Regions from separate parts of the Sus scrofa genome. Here regions 1 and 2 are each linked to region 3. Evidence: chromatin contacts called from public HiChIP or PLAC-seq data. All regions are on one chromosome and are shown on one strand. The core of a region is the stretch at or near the end of the contact, and the rest is flanking DNA. Distances in the headings are between cores, read along the strand shown.

The links. HiChIP or PLAC-seq counts read pairs in DNA pulled down with a chosen protein or histone mark.
Region 1: an H3K27ac HiChIP or PLAC-seq map of skeletal muscle shows a contact between it and region 3. The contact joins the promoter of REPIN1 here to the promoter of LOC110257542 in region 3. A contact is called at or near these places in 1 of 5 promoter capture datasets (liver), 2 of 47 Hi-C or Micro-C datasets (both in liver) and 1 of 2 datasets of contacts at active chromatin or transcription factors (skeletal muscle).
Region 2: a contact with region 3 is called in an H3K27ac HiChIP or PLAC-seq map of skeletal muscle. The contact joins the promoter of RARRES2 here to the promoter of LOC110257542 in region 3. A contact is called at or near these places in 2 of 47 Hi-C or Micro-C datasets (epiblast stem cells and liver) and 1 of 2 datasets of contacts at active chromatin or transcription factors (skeletal muscle).

What each region holds. Positions count from the first base shown.
Region 1 is chr18:55,924,273-55,926,986 of Sscrofa11.1, forward strand. REPIN1 (replication initiator 1) reads left to right here and starts at 1,257. Exons shown (of 2, transcript XM_021078721.1): 1 at 1,257-2,287. The coding sequence starts at 1,867.
Region 2 is chr18:55,904,406-55,907,478 of Sscrofa11.1, forward strand. It overlaps RARRES2 (retinoic acid receptor responder 2), which reads right to left and starts at 1,449. Exons shown (of 5, transcript NM_001123186.1): 1 at 1,264-1,449; 2 at 930-1,034; 3 at 1-46. The coding sequence starts at 1,437.
Region 3 is chr18:55,959,217-55,962,205 of Sscrofa11.1, forward strand. LOC110257542 (zinc finger and SCAN domain-containing protein 2-like) reads left to right here and starts at 1,421. Exons shown (of 3, transcript XM_021078811.1): 1 at 1,421-2,469.

The DNA.
Region 1 (2,714 bases), core at 7-2,506, 35 kb before region 3:
TTCATGTTAATGGGAGCTCCTGTTGTGTCTCAGTGGTAACAACCTGACTAATATCCATGAGGATGTGGGTTCCATCCCTGGCCCTGCTCAGGAATAAGTCGCAGATGGGGCACAGATCTGCTGTTGCTGTGGCCTAGGCCAGCAGCTGTGGCTCCGATTGGACCCCTATGCCACGGGTGTGGTGGCCCTAAAAAGCAGAAAAAAAAAAAAAAAGAAAAAAAATCATGTTATTAAAGAATGTCCAATAAAACGGCAGAAAATTCATAATATTGTTAGGTGAAAAAGGCAGAACATATCTTTGCAAGGCATTATCCCAATGATGTCAAACATGCATAGATAAGCGTAGAAAAGAATACCCGATGATACATGCCAAAACGCTGAATGTAACTAATTCTAGGAGGCAAAAGTATTAGAAACTTTTTGTATTTTATTTCCTGCTTATGCAACAGATTTTATTATGCTTTACAAATAATTAGACAATTAGAAAGTTGCCTGTGTTGAAAAGCATAACACTACATGAAATTGTACAAGCCTGGAAAACGCCAAGGCCACCTGCTAGCCGGTGAGTCACGAACGAACGCAGGCTTACACCTGCCTCTGCACACGCCTACCCGCTGCAGTCCGTTTCCAAGCGAAACGCCCCCGGGTGCGAAGACCGCCCCGCGGCCGCCGGAGCCGGGAATGCCTGCACTCCGCTAATTTCTGGAAGCGAGGGCATTCCTTTTTCAAAGTTGACCCGATCGAGCTTCTCCTTTCTCCACCTTTTTACAACCCAGAAGGCCGACTTTGGGGTCAACCGCGCCCCGGGCCAGGTGGAGTCCGGCGCCGCTCAGGCCCCGCGGCTTTCAGATTCCCTAGCGCCACCAGAGGTCGAGGTGGCGGGAGTAGAGCAGGGGACGACCCGGGGCAGGGAGCGCCCTCTCGAAGGTTCGGGCCAGTTAGGAGAGTTTAAGCCATTGAGGCCGGGTCTAGTCGAGTGACCGCAGTCTGGCCACGCGGTCGCCCAGGGACGCACGCCCTCCGAAGGGACAAAGGGTCGGGAAACTTGAGCCGGGCCGGGAAAATCCGGGCTGCGTCGCCATGGCAACGGAGTCGGGCCCGCGGCGGCCGCCCCCGGCCGAGGCCGGGCCCGCGAGGGGGCGCTGGGGACGCGGGAGAAGCCCCGCGCGGCCGGCCCGGCTGCCCGCCCCGCCCTCCGGCCGCGGCCGCCGGCCGCCGGCCCGAGCCCGCAACTGACCCTCGGCAGCTCCTGTAGTCACGTGGCGCTGGGAACCGGCGGGGGGGCTGGGCACGGGCCTGGCAGTGGTGAACTCGAACCTGCTGCTGTCGCCGCGGCGAGGTGGGGAGCGCGGCAGCCGGCGCCGGCTTTCCGGCCTCATGGACGCGCCACGCGCCTCCGCGCTCCCCGCCGGAGAGGTTCGTCCCGGGCAGGGCGCGGGGTTCCACGCGGGCTCGTGGCGGGGCGGCCCTAACCTGCCGGGCGCGTGACCGTGTGCGCGCTGTGGGGGGGGATCCCGCTGGACCGAATGGGGGGGGCGAGCCCCGCGCACCTGCGCACAGGCTCGGCGAGCTGCGCTGTGCGTGGGGACCCGAAAGGGCCCCCTCCGGGAGCGCGAGCCGTGTGTCCGCGAACGTGCACGGGGGGGGGGGGAACACGCGCGAATACAAAAGGGGGGGTGTGGGGTCTAAACGGCCCTTGCCCATTTGGGACGCGCCAGGGGATTCTGACCAAGTCCTGGTCGCTCGAGTCCGCCTGCGCAGCCCCCTGGGAAACCGGCCTGGAATTCCTGTGGGGAGGAGGGTGGGGGAAGGGGAGCCAGCAGAGCTTCCAGAGTTCCTGCCATTGGCCGGCCTTTGGCCATCAGCATGGAGAATTCACGCTGTGACCTTACTTGTGGAGGAAGTGACCCCCAAACGCAGCCCTGTGCTTCCTTGGCGAAGGGGGCACGTTTATTTATTAATCCAGTATCCATTAAGGTCACTCTGCCAGGCCGGGTGTGGGGCAGGGGTGGGGGAGGAGGTTGTGGCCGGCGAGGACACAAAGATGCCTACCCCAGGGGAGCTCAGAGCCTCACGCACGTTTTCTCTCCCCTCCCCACAGGTAAGGCTGGCCTCTCTGCCTTCGGAGGTCTGAGCTCTGCCATGGGGGTAGGGGTGTCTTTACTGCTGCAGTTTTCTCTGACATCTGGGGGCTACCACTGTGTGGGCCGAAGCAGGCGCTCCAGCCGCAGAAGTATCCCCAGGAGGAGCTGGAAAAAGCCTCATCTCCAGCTCCACAGCCGCCAGGGTAGAGTGTGGGCTTCTTTTGGGGGTTCTCAAACCATTCCATGGCCCGGGTGCTCAGGCTGCTCCATCCTGCTGGGGGGGAGGGGCCGGTTCTCCTGTCCTGGGAGTCTCCCCTGGGCTCAGTCTGGCCGTTGGAATGAGTCATGTCTGTGCTCCTGGGGAGGAGGATAGGCTCTGGGGAATTTAGGAAGATGTGTCTGGAACTTGTGGGCAGGCACTGAAGGTCCCTTCCGAGTCTAAAGGGCCACCTCACCCTGCAGCGGGTGGAGGAGGTTCTCCTGCAGGAATCCCAGCTCCCCAGCTTTGGAGGCACTGAATGTGGGGCAGGCGGCGGCGGCGTTGGGGGCCAGGGGACAGAGATTACCATCTCTTCCTTCCTCCCCTTTTCCTGCCGCAGTAACCCCTAGCACCCAAGGGAGGCAGAGGCA
Region 2 (3,073 bases), core at 199-2,698, 55 kb before region 3:
TATCCTCAGAGTTCAGCTTGATGCAGGCTAGGCACTTCCGCTTTCTCTGGGGAGGGGGGCATGGGGCCAGGGAGGAAGGTGATGAAGGGAGGCCTATGGCCCCATGAGGGTGGAAGCTGGGGGCAGCCTACAGTGGGGTCACAGTCCATTGGCAGTTCTGCTGGTTCCAGGCACCAACCACCCTCCCACTGGGAAACTGCCGAAGTCAAACCATCTTGCGGTTTTCTAACTATCGAGATTGGGAGAGTGCACGAGTGTGTGGGGGTGTGTGTGTGTGTGTGTGTGTGTGTGTCCGTCCCAGGTGGGTTCTCCACACTGGACTTCCACCCGAGCCACTCTGCTGTCATCTGTTTGCATTTTCTTGTAAGATTTGATTTGAACACAAGGGTCCTGGTATAAAGGTCTGGAAACCACTAGTGTAACCCAGACCCCCCTTAACAGATAGAGGGGACTGAGGCCTCCAAAGAACCTGCAGAGCCCCAGGGCGGGTGCGGCAGAGCTGGGACAAGGACCCAGATGGCTGTGCTCCCAGCCCAGGGGTCGGCCTGTGGCAGTGATTTTGCTCCCAACGTGGCTGATGAATCAAGCCCTGGTATGAAGCAGCCCAGGCTGGACCATCTCTACTTGAAAACTCACAGGAAGGGAGGAATTCACCAGGGCTTCTTCCACCCGTGACCTGAAGCCTGAGAGAGGAACTTGGATGGAGGGAGGATCAGTCTGAAGAACGTGCGTCCTCAGAGAGAAGCCCAACCGTCCTCCTCTGGTCTGTCCAGGCCCGCAGCCCACCCGAAACCATCACGACCCTGGGCTCAGACCCAGGCCACCCCCTCTGAGGTCTTCAACCTCATTCTCGATGCATCTCCTACCCACCCCCAATTGCATACTCTCACGGAGCGCACACCCTGTCACACACGCTGGCCCTCACTCACCCCGTTGGGCTTGACCTTGCACTCAGCTTTCTTCCAGTCCCTCTTCCGGCAGCTGGTCTGCTGGAGCTTAAATTCCAGCCTCACAAAGGTCCCGGCCGGGAAGGGCTGCCGACAGACAGGAAGGCCAGCAGCCAGCTGAGCCAGCAGAGCACTTCCTGGATGTGACCTGTCCCACCTTGAAACAGCACATCCCAGGGGGTGGCTGAGGCCGTGGCCTTTCTCCGGAGAGCTGGGTGCTCACAGGGCCCAAGCACTTTTGCATTTGCTCCTGGGGAACATGCTGGACTCCCGTGCAGTGGTCCCGTCCCCCTCCCCTCCCTGGGGTGCCGCTCACCGTGTCCATGGCACTGTTCACACCAGTCTCCCGGAAGGCCCACTGCACGGGTGGGTGCTTGTGGAACTCCTCCAGGGCCACCTGCAGGCCACGGAGCTGGGCCGCTGTGAGCTCAGCCCTGCCCAAGCCCATGGTGCCCAGCCACAGGGCCAGCGGGAGCAGCAGCTGCCACATGGCTTCACCTTGATCACCCTGATCCTGCAAAGGGTTAGGGTTAGGGTTCAGCCAGCTTGGGGGGTCGGGGTGGGGCAGCTCCCTGGCCCTGCGGCTCAGGGGCCACGTCTGGCAGAGGCGGAGGGCAGGGAGTGTCCCTCTCCCATTCCCCTGGGATTCCCCTGCTCCTCCCACCCTCCCCCACTCTCCAGGTCCAGCTCAGCCCGGGTCTGGCGCAGTCCTGGGTCGGGGCTGAGTTGGCCTTCGGCCTCAGGCAAGAGCTTGAGAAGCTGCGCTGCTGCCCACTCCAGCTTGCCCCGCTTTGGGGGCCCATTTTCTCTCCCATCCTCTCTGATGCCCCTCTCCTGCTGGCTGTCCCCAAACTACTGGCTCCAAGGGGCCCGGGGCCCTGACCCTCACCCTCTCGCACCCCAACTGGGGGTGGAGGGGGGGCAGGGGCAAGCACCAAAGAGAGGCCAGGGAGGCTGAATATTTTTGGGAGGAGGCTGAATATTTTTGGGAGGACGTAAACACGTGGGAGGGGTCTAGAGCGGGTGGGAACAGGAGGACACTTAACCCTTCCTGGGCTAAAAGTGCCCCTTGCCATCAGCCCTACCTGCCCCCACCCCCGGAAATGGGGGGCTCGCCTTGGTCCCACCCTTGGCTTTCTTCTTCTTCTTCGGGCAGACCCTCCCTCCCCAGTCCTTTTTTTCTGGGGCCTTCCCCCCATCCCGCTCCCAGCCCCCCCAACCTGTGACTGGGGTCGCCTCAGGACTGGACGGTCCCGACGACGCTGCGGGGGAGAGTGGTCTTAGGACCAGAAAGCCAAAGGGGTGGAAACTGAGGCCCCCGCAGTGAAAAGCTCCCCGGGGCGTTGCCTGAAAGACAGGGCTCCAGACAAGTTGACAGATATCGCCCTTTGGAGCAGCGCCCTTTGCCCGCCCGTCCTGCCGTCCAGCCACTGCCGCTCCCCGCTCACCTCCGTTCCCGGGCCTCGGGGTCGCTCCTACACTGCCGCTTCCCGACCTCCCCAGGCCGACTCTTGGCCGGGCTGTCAGCCTCTTCCCGGTACCCCCTGCTCCCTCCCACGGCTCGGCCCCCATCTCCTCCCCCTCCCACCTCCTGGGCCCCCTCCAGCTCCCAGCGCAGCGGAGGCTCCTCCCCCCACCCCACCCCCGCCCCGCGCTGGGCCGGCCCTCCTGGGACTGCGCTCCCCAGGCCAGGCCCTCGGCCCAGCCTCTCCTTGGAGGGCTGCGGACTGCCCTGCCCCCAGGCCCTTCCTGGGCGGCCAGTCCCCAGCGTCCCCCAGACCCGCGTTTCGGGAGAGTCTTCCAGAAACACAGACTACCTCAAATCATATGGGACCTCCTCGAGGTCCTTTGATCTGCCTGGCTGCCTCCCTTGGCCTAAAGCCGCGCTGGGAAGGGAGCGGTCTCCTTTAGAGAGGAGGCTGACAACCTCTAACACAGCCAACACGTCCTGATCCTGCATGTCCCATCTGTGACGGTGACAGATTCCGGGGTCTCGTGTGGGCGAAGGCGTGGTGGGATTCCTCAGGCTGCTGGGAGTCAGGGAAAGTGGGGGTTTGACTCCTGCTGCTGGCTTGTGCAAATAGGAGCAAGCTCTGGGATTTCATAGAGTGTCAGTCACCGGGACC
Region 3 (2,989 bases), core at 171-2,670:
CAGAGTCAGGCTGTCACATGAGCCTTGCAGAGTGCTGGGGATGCCATGCCAGCCTTTGGCCCTGCCTGTAGGAAGAAGCACAGCTGCGCTTGCAGAATATTTCCCCACTGCCATTCTGTTGTGCTTACCAAAGCACATGAAAACGGCAGGGGGAGATGGGGGGGTGCTTATGAAACCAGAGAAACAAGTGACTCAGCAGAAATCACACACAGAGGCAGAACAGAGAAGGGAGGCCTCCCAGAGCCCTTGGCATTCCCACTAGGTAGTGGGTGCTGTCTGCCTCCCCCCCCCACCTCCAGCTGTGTTCCTCTCCTTTCTGCCTTGGCACAGTTTACCTAGAAAATGCTGCTAAAAATATGGGTGACATCCTCAGGTATGATGTTGATTTCCCTTTTGAAAAATTTGCTCATTAATTAAGTGTCCCCATTTCTCCTGTGTGGCCTGCAGGAGAGATGAAAGCTGGTGGCTCTGGCAGGGGAGAATTTTGGCAACAGAAGCTGGAGAGCTAAGAGGTGTGGCTGCTCCATGAACAGATCTCCAGGGGCCTGGGTGGAGTGTGGGTGTGGTCTGTCAAAGCCACAGGAGCTCTACACTCGGCCCTTGGGGTAAACATCTGTCCAGGTGGATTCATTTCTTCGGGCTTCCCAGAATGCCCCCCTCTATTTGAAATACCAGTCTGCTTGGGATGTCTCACTCACAAAGCTCCATGTACCTGGATGAGGTGCTACGGGAGCAGCACAGATGGGGGTAGGGGTGGGGGGGGTCCTTAAGAAGCCGAGAGGGACCCTGTTGGAATAGACTGATCCACTTGGCAAGCGGTGAAAGCTGCCAGGCCTGACCTTCAGTAAGGGATTGATTTTAATCCCCAGTGGACCCCCACCTGGAATTCTTCACTTCCCAGACTCTAAAAGCACACTGGGTACCTGCAGAGTTGCAGGAGGGACCTCATGAGGCGGAGAGGTCTGTGTCTCCTGGAGCCCTTCATCAAGAATAGTGCCACCACCTGCTGTGAGGAACACTGCCGGGACTTATTCCAGCATCCCACCTGCTTCATCCACCTGGCAGCTACACAGGGGCCCTGGAGGAAAAGGCTGGCTGATGCTCCTCTAGCACTTTTTTTTTTAGGGCCACACCTGCAGCACACACAAGTTCCCAGGCTAGGGGTAAATTGGAGCTGGAGCTGTGACCTATACCACAGCCACAGCAATGAGGGATTTGAGCCGCGTCTGTGACCTACACTGCAGCTCATGGCAATACAGGATCCTTAGGCCACTGAGCGAGTCCAGGGATCTAACTTGCATCCTCATGGATACTAGTCAGGTTCTTAACCTGCTGAGCCTCAGTGGGAACTCCTGTTCCTCTAGCACTTTTAATTTCAAAAAATCATTTTACCTCTCCAGGCTCAATTTCTTTATAAACTGTAAAAACAAAAACAAAAACAAAAACAAAAAAAAACAAAAAAACCCCAAAAAACAAAAAACCAAACTTGCAGATATTTTCTCACTCTGGATGAGATGATTTCTTCTGATCCCGGCGGGCACAGTTTCTGGTTTCTGGTCGAGGCAGCAGAGTGGTGCCAGGGAGAGTGAGCTGAGTCCTGGACCTGGGCTCTGCCACTTGGAGCCTCGGGTCTCAGAGGCAAGCTGCTCTGTGTTTCCATTTTATTGTACTTTCCCACCTAGAAAGTGGGATAATGACAACTGTATAACCTAGATGGCACCCGGTTACTAGAAGTCTCCCATGACATAATATATAGGATTGGGCTTTGTAATAGGAGAAGTATAGGTAAGGGGTAATATTAAGTGACATTTCGAAACTGGAGTTCAGCCCAGCCCTGTCCACACCAGTCGCTTCCCCTGAGTGTTATAAGTGGCTCTTTCATGGGATCTCCTTGGCTTGACTGTAATGGGCTCACTTCTGAGGACAGGACAGTAGGGCTATAATTGTCTCATATCCCCCAGTTATCCTAATAACCCGGGCCCTATCGTAGGGTGCGCTCTGTCTCCTGCCAAAAACCCCTGCTCAGAAAGACTCCGCGGGGGGGGGGGGGGGCGTTCCTGCAGTCTCCCCCTTCCTTCTCTTGCGAGGAAACACTTTGGACCTCCAGCGTCCACAGACCCTGGTTGCTGGGCGCTGGGGGGCAGTCCTGCTCGGGGATGGGGGAAGTGAGGTTGAGGCTCTAACTGCTGAACTGGGGCCTCCTGAACCGGGAATGGCTGGGACAGGGGCCCTGGGGGTGGGGTGGGGGAATTGGGGCGACCTGCCCAGAGGGGCGTTCTGTCCTCGGACCGGCCCCCGCCTGGTTCCCTCCCTTGCCCCGGCAGGCGCAGCGTTCGCCGTCCTCCTAGTTCCCCCAGCCGGGTTGTGGCGCGTTAGACCTCCCAGCCTCACGGGGCTGCTGTGCGGCTGCGGCGACGTTGGTGACTGCGGCGCTGCGGAGGAGGCGGCGGGCTGGGGAGGCGGCGCCACGTGAGTCCCGGGCCGGGCTGGGCTGGGGCCTCAGCGGGAGATTACCGTATTTATCGAGGCCAGTGCCGGACCCTGGGGGGCGGGTCACTGCGGGCGCGCTACCGTATTTGCCGGGAGCCGCGCAGACCCTTTCTGGGAGTGGCGAGCGCCGCGACTTAATTACGTATTTATCCAGGGTTGCGTGGCTCCCCGCGGGCGCTGTGGGAGCCGGGGGTGGGTTGCATGAATTCCCTCAGGAAACCGGGGCTTGCGGCGGAATGGGGTGGGTTGCTGCAGCGGAGTGGGAGGCCTACATATTTTCGTGGGGGCGGGGTTCCGACGCAGAGTTTACCATATTTCTCCAGGGTCGCTCTGGCCCCAGGAGTTGGCAAGGTTGTGCGCTGGGGATCGGGTGGGTGGGGTCAGCTCTTTTGATCAATGCCGCTATTAGATAAGAACGGCGGTGCGGGAGGCTGGCCGCCTTTATGGGGGTGAGAGAGAAGGGGCGCGGGAGGCGCTGCGGAGAGTTACCGTATTTGCG